5 separate regions of the Mus musculus genome follow, and regions 1, 2, 3 and 4 are each linked to region 5. The links are chromatin contacts, called in public Hi-C, HiChIP or PLAC-seq, Micro-C and promoter capture Hi-C maps. All regions are on one chromosome and are shown on one strand. The core of a region is the stretch at or near the end of the contact, and the rest is flanking DNA. Distances in the headings are between cores, read along the strand shown.

Region 1 (2,700 bases), core at 63-2,562, 740 kb before region 5:
TCTCTAATCTGTCTCCTCCAGCAGCAACGACAGGAATGTAGGGCTTTCCAAAGAAATCTTTAAAACCCAGGTAGTTTTATTTATTTATTTCTTTTTATTTATTTTTTAACTCTCGTCTCAATGCTAGAAAAAAAGTTGGAGAAAGAGGGAATTCGAGGTGTCACCCAGAGCTGGAGCTATCTCACTCCTGCACGAGCGATGGAGGAGAAAGGAGCCTAAGTTCATCACACTAGGTGGCCCAACAGCCACTTGACCCCTGGCCTCAGTGTAGGAACCTGTAGCAATGGGCTTGACCTCTTATCTTGGCTGTGAACATCACCACTAGGGAGAGGCAGAGGCTTGCAGAAACCCCAACTTGCTTTCTGGTAGCGCAAAGACCAGGCTGAAGTAAAGCGGGGGAGTGAGGGAGGGTTAGAAATACTTGACCAGAGGGCTAGAAGGGCAATGTCAGAGTAGGTTTAACCCTGCCGCTGGCCGGCTCCAGAGGGCTCACTCTGGCCTTGCTCCGGGGTGAAGGTAGTGGGGGTGAGCTCCCTCTTTGCCATCTTAGTCGCTTAACTGGTGTCCCGGCGTTGGTGACGCGAAGCTTCGAGGCGGGGGGTGGGGAGGAGGGAGAGGAAGAGGCAAAGAGAAGTCCTGCCGTCCCCCAACCGGGCGCCCAGGCGTGGAAACGTGGGCGGCGGCGAGCGGCTGGCCTCCCTCCCCGCCCTCCCCGCGCGGCGCTCCCGCGTGTGCGGCTGTGTGAGTGCGTGTGTCTCCCTCTCTCCTATCGCACACGCTCCGGCACTAGTGCAGGCGGTTCCCGGCTCCGCTCACTCGCTCCGGTCGCTGCGCTCCCGCCTAGCCGCCGCCGCCGCTGCAGTCGCAGCCCGGCATGGTGAGTGACTGAGGTGCAGCCGCCGCGCACCCCGGCTGCCCGCCGGACCCCAGCCTCAGTCGGCAGCACCGTCCCCGGGCTCGGCGGCCCGGTGGCTTCCCCAGGGGTTCTCCACGCGTCCTCGGGCCACTGTCCCAGTCGGGACGCACTCCTCGAGGGCTGAGCGCTCCTTCTCCGCCCGGCTGCTCGCCGCTCTCCGCACCCCGTGACCGCTGCCCCGTCTCGTCCCGCAGGACCTGCCCGGACGGGACCACGCCGCCGCTGCCGCCGCCTCCGGGAGCCGCGCTTCGGGGCCGGCCTGAGCCGAGTCGCGCGGAGCCGCCGCTGCCGCGGGCGGGGGATGGGGCTGCCCGCTAGGCGCGCGGAGCCCGCAGGGGGAGCGCGGAGCCGGCGCGCAGCCTGAGAGCCCCGCGCAGCCCGCGCCCCGCCGCTCCGTGCGCTCCCGCCGCCGCCCGCGCCTCGATGGCGCCATCTCCCCGCCGCTGACCGGTCCGTCTCGCCTTTCCAGCCCGCCCGGCCGCCCTCGGAGCCCGGCCAGCCGCCGGGGCAGCGGCCTGCAGCCCGCGTCCGCCCGCGCCCTCCCGCCCGGCCCCGCCATGGCGCTGCGCCGCCTCCTGCTGCCGCCTCTGCTGCTGTCGCTGCTGCTGTCGCTCGCGTCCCTGCACCTGCCGCCCGGCGCAGACGCCGCCCGCGGCCGCTCCGGGAACCGGACCCTGAACGCGGGAGCCGTCGGAGGTCGGCGTGCTGGGGGCGCCCTGGCCCGAGGCGGCCGCGAACTAAACAGCACCGCCCGAGCGTCCGGCGTCCCGGAGGCGGGCAGCCGGCGGGGACAGTCCGCAGCAGCGGCAGCGGCGGCGGCGGCGGCGGCCAGCGCGACTGTTACTTACGAGACGTGCTGGGGCTACTACGACGTGAGCGGCCAGTACGACAAGGAGTTCGAGTGCAACAACAGCGAGAGCGGCTACCTGTACTGCTGCGGCACCTGCTACTATCGCTTCTGCTGCAAGAAGCGCCACGAGAAGCTGGACCAGCGCCAGTGCACCAACTACCAAAGCCCCGTATGGGTGCAGACGCCCAGCACCAAGGTAGTGTCGCCGGGGCCCGAGAACAAGTACGACCCGGAGAAGGACAAGACCAACTTCACCGTCTACATCACTTGCGGGGTGATCGCCTTCGTCATCGTGGCGGGCGTCTTCGCCAAGGTCTCCTATGACAAGGCCCACCGCCCTCCGCGAGAGATGAACATCCACAGGTGAGAGGCGCTACTGGGTGCCTGCCTTGGGTTCCCAGGCCTCGCGCCCCCCTTAACGGGCCTGGCCCTGTCCTCTTCGCGCGTACTACCTCTCCCCTTCTAAGTCACTTCCACAGTCGCTTCCTTTAGGAGCAGTAGGCTCTCCCGCATTCCGTAGGAAGCAGCTAGGTGTGCTTTTGGTTTTAGAAAGAATGGCAACACAAAGTACCAGTCTACGGAGTTCCTGATGTTCAAGGATAAGAATCTCACCAATAATCCCCAGGCTGTATTTCATGGTTCGTGGACACTTTACTATGGGCTGTACCATGCTTAGGTTTTTTGTTTTGTTTTTTTGTTTTTGAATTTATTTTAAAAACTGGCGTGCCACTTTAATATAAAGAGCAGAGCAGTGTGGGCACCTCACTGAAAAGAACAGCAAGCGGGTTAGTGTGAGCTGGGGGTGTTCCCAGGTGTTAAGTGCAGGATGGTATGGAAAGGGCAATTGCCTCTGCCTGGAAGAATGTTCCCCATTGCGTGTTGACAGAGCACAGAGGGTAGGTCTCCCAGTGGGGTGCTTGTCTTTCCTGATGAG
Region 2 (2,700 bases), core at 50-2,549, 580 kb after region 5:
ATATCTTGGTCTGTGACCCACAGGCTTTACCTCAAAATCAACCTCTTCAGCTCACTCAGAACCCGGTCCATGTTCAGAGACCAAGGAGTTTTGACACTGATCATGCATTTTAAAGGCAGATATACAATAACAATGGCCCTGTGCCAGATGGTAGGGTTGTTTGCCTTGGCATGCCTTACTTTCTCACGGACAAAATTCTACCATTCCACAATGAGAAATCACTTCCAAAGTACAAACGATCCTTAGGGGAAAGAAATCCACCATGGCATGTATGTCAAATGTTTTTCTGAAGAAAAACTCTGGGAAAAGTAGGGTAGGATTCTAAAATGGGGGAGCTGGCAGATTTGGGGGAGAAAGGGTGGGTGCTGAGGGAAGAAAGTGGCCCTCCGATTCTGCAGGGCTGCCTGGTGACCTGAATGCCATCAGTCCTGCGGAACCCACCTCAGTACTGCTGAGAGATGGGCAGTTGGAGTTGAGGATATCTTGCAAGATCCCTGTGGGGTAGCAGGAGGTATTGACAGGTGACACAGGGACATTGAGTGGCTGTCCCATAAGGGAAGAAGGAGACCAGGGGAGTATATCATGTTCATACTGGATAATATTCTTTGACTCTAGTATTTGACCTCTAGAACTGACACGTAATACATATACATAGTAGCTAGCACTTCTGATTTATGAAGATCTGGTCAAGAGACACAAGAGGAGTTTCTGAGGTGTCACAGATCTGAGGAAAGGGAACCCTGGGTACCAGTTCACATCCATTTTATAATGAAGACTACTGATGTCCTTTGAGAGAAGTTGAGTTCTCTCAAGTAGAGGAACCACCAGGCCATAGACTATAGTATATTGTTGGATCTCATCAAGTCTCCTTGACAACAGGCAAGATTAAACAACATCTACATCTATGTGAATGACCTGTGGCACTCACCCTTGGAAAACAGATATTGCTTCATTTTCATTCTGAAGAATGTTAGGGATGGTCAGTCAGTCTGTCCCCAAATAAAAACAGCTCCCCTGCCCTTCAGGACACTAACTTGGAGGTAGAACATCAGGCGGTGCCCTCTCCCATTGCGCCCGACCCTTCCTTCATAGCCCTGGGTGCAGGTTCTAGGGAGAGAGTAACTAGGCCTCCAATTATCTCATTTAATCTTGGAATGTTAAACGTGCGTACACAGGAAAGTACAGCTGACTCATTCATCTAATCACTTCCAGGGAATGGGGGAGTTGAGGTCCCAAGGGGGCAGTGCCAAGAGCCAGTCCTGTGGGCATAGCCGGAGGATGATGTCAGGGCTTCTCAGAGCAGGTCCTTGTCATCACACTGCCTGACGTGTCTGGAGGGACAATAGCCAGCACTCTGCTCTCCAGCAGCTCCCAGCCAGCCTCTTGTCGTGGGAGATTGGAGCAGAGGCCCAGGGTCACAATGCAGTGCAATCAATGTGAATGTTCCACAGGGACACAGATAAGGTGACCAGAAGGTGACCTGTGTCCCTCTCTGCAGCAGCGTGGCTTGAACCAGCAAAGAGGGTGGCCTGCCCTGAACAAAGTTTCTCCTTACCCTAGGAAAGCTGACTCCTTGTTTTCCCAGAATGAGCCTCTCTGGACAAAAGAGTTTCCTCACCGTGGAGTTGCACTGGGCCTTTAAGAGGCTGACCACAAAATAAACTGCTTCCGGGGTGGTCCTTTTGTTTTTGATAATGGTAAACTTGAGAATGGCAGATGCTTCTAAACAAAAACAGTATCAGCCACCAGAATAGCTAGACATGACTGAAAAGTTCACGTCAGGCCGTGACTCGGTGCTGTGGGGATATTATTTCCTGAAACCTAGAGTGGTAGGTCCATTCATTATTCCCACTTTACAGAGGGGGAAACTGAGGCCCTCTGAAGTAATAGAACCAAGAAAAGAAAAGTGCCCCAAGTGTTTCCAACTCTAGAACCCATGAGGGCCTTAAGCGTCTTGTGAAAGTAGGTGGTGGTGGTGGTGGTGGTGGTGGTGGTGGTGGTGGTGGTGGTGGTGGTGGCGGCGGCAGCTCTGAGGGATTCCTCTGTAAGCCTGAAGAATTGCTGTGTGAAGGCTCCCTGTCCCTCCCTTCCTCTTCTGCCCAGAGAGTGACAAACCCAAACAACTTGCAACCCTGAAGGTGATGAAACTGGGGTGGCCCATATGATGGCACAGTCCTTAGTGGTCCTCAAATGTACCTGTTGGCAGAATCTGAGCTGGCCACATCATGTTGTCTGGGTACCAGACATCCATACCATCTGGGGCTGTGGCACTCACCCTGCTCCTTTGTGTGGATGTGAACAAGTTCTGAGTGCTCTGTTTCATGTACTTGTGACTTGTGGCTTAAGCGGGGAAACTCTGAGTTGGTAGGTTTGATGGTATAGGATGTGGATTCTAGAATAATTCTCTCCTCTAGCTAGTAGAGTTTCTTCTTTCCCTCACTACACCAATTCTGTTTATCGGTCCCTCTTGTGTCTCTTCCTCTCTCCACCACCATCCAAGTCCCTGCACCCTTCTGTTGTCCTGCCCATAGCTGACAGTCATTTCAGGTTCCACCCAAGCCCCCTCCTCTCCGGGAGTTCTTAGACAACTTTACATCACCAGCTCTTCTGTCTAACTGCTGTGGACACTCTCCAGGCCACATTTCTTTGACAGATTCTCTTATTATCCCAGGGAGATACACACACAACCTCTCTCCCTAC
Region 3 (2,700 bases), core at 102-2,601, 520 kb after region 5:
CTCCCAGCCTTCAAACCTGCAAGGTAATGAATCGGGATTGATGTAAGCCATTAAAGCGGCTGTGATCTGTTCCCACAGGAACAGCCCAGTTCAGCACTGCTTGTGGAATGCACAACCACTGCCAGGCTACCACAGGAGGCAGCCTGTTGTAGGCTCGTACTGCCCAACCCTATTCACAAGAGGAAGTTGAGTAGCAGGGCTCCACCTCCTCTCTGATTTAGTGAGGAGGAGCATTACCTATCTCAGAAAACGAATTCCAAGATTCAAGTGCATTGGTGCAACCCAGAGAATGGGAAAAAGGAAGGTCTGGGCACCCTAGGGTGTCTTCAGCAACAGTTGATAGAGGCAGAAGACCCCGGATCAGGGCAGAGATTAGTCCCTAACAGATATTGTTACATTAGGCCTCCACCTGTCATTGTCATTCTCTTCAAGAATTCACAGCTTTGAGACAAAAGGGGAGATGTAAAGAATTGTATCTGGGAGCTCACGTGCATATAAAGTTGCAAATAGTGGCAAATTGTGTGTTGTATGTATGCAGTTCAATGTTTTTTTTCCAACTATCTAAATCTTTGTCTTAGAACATGTGTTGTACTTAATGATGCACGTGGGACCCTGTCACCCCAGGCACCCCAGAGACGCGCATCCTCAGCGCCTCTTTGGGTCCCTTTCCCACTATGAAAGGGACGTGAAAAACCTCTGCACTTTTCCGATCTGGCTTGCCCAGGCCACCGAATCCTACCCTGTTGAGTGCTCAATAGTACGCTCAACTTTTGCACCAATCGCACTCTGGGCTCAGTCCCCAGACACAAACTTTTTGTGAATCCAAAGAGAACATCCAACCACAGGGAAAGACTTTCTGCCACTTCTTCAGCCGCTCAGTAGCTGCTCCAGGCATCGGTCTCCTGAAGCACCACCGCTCGGATACAGAGGGGAAGCGGGTGCTCCCGGGAGTTGCAAGCCAACCCAGCTTCTTGGCCCAGGCTCCAGCGCGTTCTGGAGATGTACCTTCCAGAGCCCTGCAGTAAGCTGGGGACACCAGGGACATGCACACCTAGGACAAGCAGATACACTCCTACCGTCGCCAGGCGCCACCTGCACGCCGGGCGCCGCCTGCAGCCTTCGGGCATCCGATTTAGGGGTGCCAGTGCAGAGACTCCCGCCTGGGCAAGCAGCCTTGGCGCACTATTCTGCAAAGAGTTAAGAGCCGGCTGTTAAGACTCCTGGGGCCGCGTCTGGTCCCCAGGCCCCGCTCACCGCTCCTGATTGGCTGATCTCCTGTCAGTAGTAAAGAGGATCAGATAGCAAACTTGGGACCTTCATAAAGGCGTGGTGGCGGTACTCCGCGACCGCTGGCAGCCTATGACATCAGCCAGGAACGCCTAGGATGCGGCTGTTCCCGGCCACCCTCAGAGGAGGAGGGTCCTGCCTGCTGGGAGTTAATTAGCCTCGCGAGCGGCGAGGGGGGAGGCGCCAGTTTTCTGGGGACACTGGCGGCCACTGTGCGTCCTCCTACCCAAGGGAGCTCCCCAAGAGTTGGATGAATTCTGGGTTGTTAGCTGCTGTCCTCTGGGCTCCCGGGAGCCAGTTTCTGGTGGAAAGCGGGGCGCCTGGCCAACGACCAGCGGCTTGCTGAGACTCACCATGACACTCCTGGGGTCTGAACACTCTTTGCTGATTAGAAGGAAGTTCCGATCAGGTAGAGTAAGGCGTTCAGCACTCCTTAAACTTTTCATCTCTACCACTCAACTGCTTTACAATGAATGCTTCGGGCCTGAGGTGGCGGCCTTCCCTCTGTTTCCCCAAAATGAACACTGTGTTTGACTGAATGCCTTCAAATGTCTTCCCTTTGACCTGTGTTAAGTTTGAGTTTTGTTTACGAATAATCCAATGTTTTACTTTATTTTACTATATTTTCCTTTATCGGTAAATAGACATTTTTAAGGGGACGACCCAAAAGGAACTGTGTTGAAATGGGCAACTCCAGGATCTGAAGTTATAGAGTGGGCGCGTTATCAGTTACAACCGCTGAGACAATGTGCCTAGGACTGTGAGACGTCTAGGGGTCACTTAACATGTAGCTAATCCAAACAAATGTATTTCCCAAAAAAGTCACTTGGAGGAAGTAAAAATAGCGAATTTGGAGCACACCAAGAATTTTTAAATGACATCACCATGGGGGAAAAAAACCAGCGCCACAAATATTTTTTCCCAAACCATCTGATATTTATAAATGGACAATTTTCCCTAAAATTGTTGTGTTAGTGGCACACAGAGAAACTTCTGGAGGGACACTCAGGAGAGGTGAGTATAAGGAAAGGGTACGTGGGGGCCTACAGAAGACGCAGGATTGTGTTCCCTCGTTCGCATCCTGGAAGGGCTACCTAGCTTTGCCCATTCTTGCTTTTATAACAGTGGTAACAGGGCCATTCAATGATGGCAGGGCACCTTCTAAGAACGAACATTTTGGTGGATAGCTCTGGTGTGAGCCTTCCATGTAACAGGTGCTGGCTGATGCTGGTGCCACTCACTCTGTCAATTCCCTTGGTCCTTCTGAAGGAGCTACTCAACTGTTTGTCTTGAAATGAGTGGCTCAGAAATTGTGCACAGTGGGTGATGGGCCATAAGGAGCCTCTGTAACCACCTCAGTTGTTCCTGATCCTTAGGTGTGGATGGGACACTCTGGGGATTTCTTGAAGGATT
Region 4 (2,700 bases), core at 57-2,556, 630 kb after region 5:
TTGACCTAATAAGCAGAGGCTGAGCTCACAATTAATTAAAGATTTCATGTTCATTCAGCCAAAACATGCCTCAAACCATCATTTGTTCCGCTGGCCAGTAAGACACTTACATCCATATTTAGGGCATCTTTCTACTGTAATCAACACACTGCAGAGAATCTCGGGTCATAGATGGATGCTCTTCCTTTTTTTTTTTTTTTAAACTATTTTCATAATAGGAATGATCCTGGATTTTCCCATTATGCTATCTTCCATTGTATCTGCCACAGTGGACTACATGATAGCCTGTATGTAGTTAGATTTGGAAAACAGCACTCTTTCATTTCCATCTACCAAACAGCAGTGCTTTCTACTTGAGATAGGGAAGCTGGAGATGAGAGAGTCCCAGCAGTTTTCCTAAAATTGCTGATTAAATATGTGAGATTCTAATGGGAAGACTCACATTTGTTTGATCCAATGTCTCTACTGCCCAACAACTCTGACTTGATATATATAAAGATGACAACTAATTGAGATCACATGTGATTTTCTTTCTTTTTTTTACATTATTTATATTTATTTAGTGTGTGTGTACGTAAGACAACATGCAGGAGTTAATTTTCTCCTACCGTGTATGTTCTAGACACTGAACACAGGTCAATAGGCTTCTTTACCTATTGAGCCATTTGCTGTCCCCCTCACCTGCCACCTTCCAAGTCTAATGAGCCACAATTTCTTTCAACCAGCTGGTAAATGCCAGTGGGCTGCCCAGCTGATACCATTTCAGGTCTAGTGGCGGTAAGGAGATGGACATAGCTATGGTAATAGAATCTAAATCATACAAGAAAGCTGTCTCAGGTTGTGCTAGTAGACAAGACGTTACTGATTCAATCTTATGTAAACTTTTGGTTACTTACTGGGTTTGAAAAAGATTAAGGATGGCATTTTGGGATGCATGCTACGCCTAGTTCGAAACCCCTTTGTCCCAAGCTTAACACTGTGATTGAACACCAATAAGGTGACTTTATACAATTTAACGAACACATCTGCCTAACATATCTTCATATGAATTCAACACTGAACATCTCGCATTCGCTTGAGAGAAAATAGGAGTCAGACGTTTACTCTGTTTGTTGTTGTGTCGTTGGTTTCACTATTCAAGCACGAAAGTATTTCCTTTACTACAAGGCTAAAGCCTAAACGTCTTGGTCATACTGTCTTCTCTCACCTCTGCACAAAAGCTGTCCCTACAAACTTTGGACAGAGGAAAGGTGGGAGCGGCAAACTACAAGTCCCAGCATGCACGGCGCATTCCGCACAGGCGCACGGGGACCACCCGGCCAGCTGGCTAGCCAGCCTGCGGAGACTCCCCGGTTCGCTCGCCGGGCTGGGGCTGGGGGCTAGCTACAGCTGGGGCTGACCGCCGGGCGCCTTGGGCGGCCCCGGGCGTGGCACAGAGAAGGATGCGGCGGGCGGACTAGGCGGAGGTGCTCTCGGGAGGCTGGGCGCGGGCCAGGCGGCTCCCCAGGCTCCGCAGTGCCGCCGCCGTCGCCCGGGAGGCTGGGCGCGGGAGCCATGTAACCCTGCGGTGGGCTCCGGGCAGCTCAGTCCTTCCCCAGCTCCCGGGCTAGCGCGGCAGCGGGGCCACGATGAAGAAGCAGTTTAACCGCATGCGCCAGTTGGCCAACCAGACGGTGGGCAGGTAGGTCACCCGCTGGCCGCCCAGGGCCGGCACGCCCGCGGGGCTGCATCTGCCAGGCGCAGGTGATGGAGCTGCCCGGCCTGGAGCTTGTGCGTCCCTCCTGGGTCCGCGCGGGTCGTTGGTGAGACCTTTCCTCTCCCGACCCCTGCTCGCTTCTCGCTCGCCGGTCTAGGCTCAGAGAGTGACGCATCCTCACCTGCGTCCCCAGCTGCCCCTTCACCTCGCCCTCTCTGCCTTTCCTCGGGACTCCCTTTTCCTCTGGTAGCGATTCTTCCTGGAAACAGGTGTTTGCTCTGCTGGAGCTGCTGGCTGCCGAGTCGTTGGCTGCCTCTGGAGATCTCTTCCTCCCTGCGCCCAGTTCAGGGCTGCTTAGGGTCCTGAGGTAGTGTTGGGCCTGGTCGACACCCTCCTTCCCCACTGGAGCCCTGTTTGTTTTCAGGGGCTGTGACTGTATGGGATGCTGGATCACTTTCCTGGCTGTTTTTTCCTCAGCGTTTGGGGGTGGGGAAAGGATGGCGAGAAGGGGGAAGGTGCTGGCTGATGTAGGCTCGGTCCCAAGACTGATTTCAGTGGAGGGAGGGAGGGAGGCTGCGAAAGTGAGGTTCAACTCCCTTGGAAGATGAGAGGAGGATCAGAGAGAGGAGGATCAGAGGCTCTCAGCCAGGTAGGGGATGGGACAGTCTCTCCTCCCTCCCAGTCCAGAACAGCTTGGCCCCAGGAATCTGCAGGACCCAGACTGCTCTCATCTTGGTGAACATGGACTAGATCTGGGCCAGTGTCTCCAGGAGCGGATCTGTGGGGTGCCAAGATCTATTAAGGTTACATAAGGATTCTTAGTGGGTCCCGTCCAAAGCTAGACATTCTTGAAACACAGGCTTGTTAGATAGAGGGGGATTTTTCATGGAATCTGTGTGCCCAGGGCCGGATTTCTGTGTGGTTGTTAAAGGAATTTAGGTGTGCAGTTTAAAGTAAGCAGAAAGGGAAGAACCAAGCCTTGGGTGCAATTCAAGTGCAGGCTC
Region 5 (2,700 bases), core at 155-2,654:
AAATATAATGTAATATAATAACATATTATACAAGTATATATCATATTATATATTTTGTAATATATATAACTAGTATAATACATATTTTATAATATATATTTTATAATATATACTATATACTATATAAATAATGCATATAATTATAATATAATATACATTATTAAATAACTATAAACTTGTTGGAAGTGGGGTGAGAGATTTACAAAAGCACTTTCCCTAAGACTGTGAGATATTTATTATTTACACCAAAGACTGAGATTGGGACGCTCATGAAGCTTACGGAAAGAGGGAAATTCAAATTCCTCTAAGCTATTTCTTTGCATTGCTTCAGCCCCCAAGGAACTGTGGAAATGACACTCACACACCACACTCACACACCATAGTGATACTAGAGCCGGCTGGGAAACTTTCCTGACAAGTCAAATGCCATGACACACTGGGGTCAGAGTCTGGTAGTGACAGGATCTGATTCTTGTTTTATTGCTAGCAAATTATGGAACCTTTGATGCCTTTCCCCTGGGTGTTAAAGTGCCCAAGCTAAAAATAAAAAATAAAAATAAAAACGCAACTATATTATATTGTTTTTTTTTTCTTTTGCGTCCACCCATGTTTCCTAAAATGGCGATTTGTTTTGGAAGAAGTATTTTATTTGATGTTTTTCATCCTTAAAACCATTTTTAGAGAAGATTCTGGAACCCATCCATAAACCAGGTTGACTGAAAACTTAGAGAGATCTGCCTCCTAAGCACTGGGATTAAAGGCATGTGTCGTCACGGACAGCTTTATGCTCTTTGATTCTTCTTCTGGAACTAAAATATAACTTCCTTCAAAGAAAGCCACCTTCTGATCTGCGCTTGAAAAAGAGATGCGTTTGAAGGCCATCACAGCCTCACCTTTTGCTGTTTGCTGTCTTCTTCCCACACAGAATAAATTAACAAAATATTTGGCATGGATTCTGGACTGAAAAGCCTACACCGGAACTTTTTCTTTCGGGTTCTGATACTTTTTTTTTTTTTTTTTTGTCAGTGAAATACTCCTGTTAGTCCCCAGCAGAACAGAGAGCTCTGGGTTGAGACCACAGTTATTGTCATCTCTTCTGCAGTGATGGATCAGAGACTGGACAGGAAGCGTGACTTCTGAGATCTCGTAGAACTCTACGTGTTCTGATTTTGGGTTCTGAGGTTCAGAGAAGGGAGTTCTAAAGCTTTGGGGCTGTAAGTCTTTCCCTTTTCTCAATGCACATATATTTCTGATTCTGCAAGCCACTATGGGTCCCTGAGTGGTAGGTTGAGAGTCACCCTGATCCAGGACTTCAGGCCCTGCCCTCAGTGCTGGGCGCTGCAGCTCAACCTGTATTGCAGGCTGCGCGTCAGTGCTAGTGGGGGTGTGCCCGGGGGCGTGACGGAGGCGTGCCCGGGGCGTGGCCAAGGCGGCGCACGCCGCGCCCTCAGCGGAGCGAGAGGCCGAGCTTGCTGCATTGCAGCCGCCGCGGCGCCGCTCGGCTCTTCACTTCCAACAATGGCGGCTCCGAGCCCGAGCGGCGGCGGCGGCTCCGGGGGCGGTGGCGGCACCCCGGGGCCCATCGGACCTCCAGCTTCTGGCCACCCGGCGGTCAGCAGCATGCAGGGTAAGGACGGTGGGCGCGCAGAGACCCCGGGGCCCCCTCGCGAGGCGCTCGGCCGAGCCGCGGCCTGTGGAGCCGCTGCGTCCCCGGGGCTGTCTGAGGAAGCCGCCCGAGCTCCGCGTCTCGGGCCCGGCCTCGCCCCGGGATCCCCGCCCCGGGCCGGGTTTCGGTGAACGCTGTGGCGGCTCTGGCTCTGCCCGCTCCGGCCCACCTGGCCGCCCCCGCCCGCGGCTCACCTGGCGCCCGCTGGCTCCGGGAACGCGCGCGGCCGGGCCTCTGGCTCGCAGGTCGGCCGCGTCCCGGCCCTCGGCCCCGCCGCCCCCGCGCGCTGCAGTGGGGCCGGCTCAGGGCCATCTTGCGCTTCACGGTGCGCCGCTGGAATAGGGCCACTGCGCTGTCCCCCCGTCCCCAAAACTTTGCAGGGTGTCTGCGTGGGAGGGGCGGGGGGTTGCGAGGCCCTGGGCCACCTGTAAGGTGGGGAGACAGCCATTGGCCCCGGAGAGGCGTTTCGACCCAGGCCCGAGATGTGTCTTATCCTCGCATGCAGAAAAGAAAAATCAGATAAAAATAGAAGACCGAGTTGGGCTGAAAGGGAGAGAGATTCAGGAAACCGAATGGCAGAGGTCAAAGTGATCATGTCTGGGCATCTGAGGCAGCTCCCCTGTAATGGCCTTTCCTCACCGGGAGGCCTTAGGAGCTCTGTGTGGGATTTGACAGGGGGTGTTGTGAAAATAACAGGCCCGAGTCCATTTCTTAGGTTTATTGGGGGGATTGACACAGGCAAGCCCAGAAATCTCTTGACAACTTTAGCAAACGACTTATGTTGAATTATTAGAGTCGTTTGGATATCTTTGGTATCAGTATGATACCAACTCTTCATAAAGCGCTCCTTGTGTCTAATGAAGTTCAACAGATTATATGTTGAAAATTTCGTGTTTATGCCAGCATACCATGATTTGGGCAGCAGAAATACGATCTGTATTTACATCCCTTCCCATAAGAAACATTTATGGGATAGTATATAAACAGATTGAGCATTTCATTCAGAAGATATATTCTGTACAGGTCCTAAGCTA

Evidence for each region. Promoter capture Hi-C pulls out the DNA fragments that hold promoters and counts their contacts. A called contact is a pair of places that touch in the nucleus more often than the background predicts. HiChIP or PLAC-seq counts read pairs in DNA pulled down with a chosen protein or histone mark.
Region 1: a Micro-C map of embryonic stem cells shows a contact between it and region 5, with 3 times the contacts expected there. The contact joins the promoter of Shisa6 here to the promoter of Map2k4 in region 5. A contact is called at or near these places in 1 of 484 Hi-C or Micro-C datasets (embryonic stem cells) and 2 of 115 datasets of contacts at active chromatin or transcription factors (astrocytes and embryonic forebrain).
Region 2: a contact with region 5 is called in a Hi-C map of Sertoli cells, with 2.1 times the contacts expected there. The contact joins the enhancer-like site here to the promoter of Map2k4 in region 5. A contact is called at or near these places in 1 of 39 promoter capture datasets (hippocampal neurons), 1 of 484 Hi-C or Micro-C datasets (Sertoli cells), 5 of 115 datasets of contacts at active chromatin or transcription factors (astrocytes, embryonic limb bud, embryonic stem cells and 1 more) and 1 of 9 other capture datasets (embryonic stem cells).
Region 3: a contact with region 5 is called in an H3K27ac HiChIP or PLAC-seq map of cardiomyocytes, with 2.8 times the contacts expected there. The contact joins the promoter of Myocd here to the promoter of Map2k4 in region 5. A contact is called at or near these places in 2 of 39 promoter capture datasets (the SN4741 cell line and hippocampal neurons), 1 of 484 Hi-C or Micro-C datasets (the HL-1 cell line) and 3 of 115 datasets of contacts at active chromatin or transcription factors (cardiomyocytes, embryonic hindbrain and embryonic stem cells).
Region 4: a promoter capture Hi-C map of second pharyngeal arch cranial neural crest shows a contact between it and region 5. The contact joins the promoter of Arhgap44 here to the promoter of Map2k4 in region 5. A contact is called at or near these places in 9 of 39 promoter capture datasets (the 3T3-L1 cell line, the SN4741 cell line, cranial neural crest and 5 more), 3 of 115 datasets of contacts at active chromatin or transcription factors (embryonic forebrain and embryonic stem cells) and 1 of 9 other capture datasets (embryonic stem cells).

What each region holds. Positions count from the first base shown.
Region 1 is chr11:66,524,738-66,527,437 of GRCm38.p6, reverse strand. It overlaps Shisa6 (shisa family member 6), which reads left to right and starts at 1,312. Exons shown (of 5, transcript NM_001034874.3): 1 at 1,312-2,129. The coding sequence starts at 1,474.
Region 2 is chr11:65,208,255-65,210,954 of GRCm38.p6, reverse strand. The region is part of intron 5 of Myocd (myocardin); the gene reads left to right. Among named protein-coding and RNA genes, the nearest start is that of Arhgap44, 47 kb to the right of the region's middle. RefSeq lists an enhancer at 498-2,100. Within about 2 kb of position 1,299, at least 37 of the 459 cell types and tissues checked have an H3K27ac peak or open chromatin away from gene starts, as enhancers often do. A contact at or near this core is called in Sertoli cells, where this site is marked.
Region 3 is chr11:65,268,640-65,271,339 of GRCm38.p6, reverse strand. Myocd (myocardin) reads left to right here and starts at 1,351. Exons shown (of 13, transcript NM_146386.3): 1 at 1,351-1,696. The coding sequence starts at 1,642. It overlaps Gm30586 (a long non-coding RNA gene), which reads right to left and starts at 1,415. Exons shown (of 3, transcript XR_001780238.2): 1 at 1,077-1,415.
Region 4 is chr11:65,161,567-65,164,266 of GRCm38.p6, reverse strand. It overlaps Arhgap44 (Rho GTPase activating protein 44), which reads left to right and starts at 1,306. Exons shown (of 20, transcript NM_001099288.1): 1 at 1,306-1,681. The coding sequence starts at 1,629. It overlaps LOC115487730 (a long non-coding RNA gene), which reads right to left. Exons shown (of 3, transcript XR_003949568.1): 2 at 1,878-2,700.
Region 5 is chr11:65,787,063-65,789,762 of GRCm38.p6, reverse strand. Map2k4 (mitogen-activated protein kinase kinase 4) reads left to right here and starts at 1,404. Exons shown (of 11, transcript NM_009157.5): 1 at 1,404-1,627. The coding sequence starts at 1,519.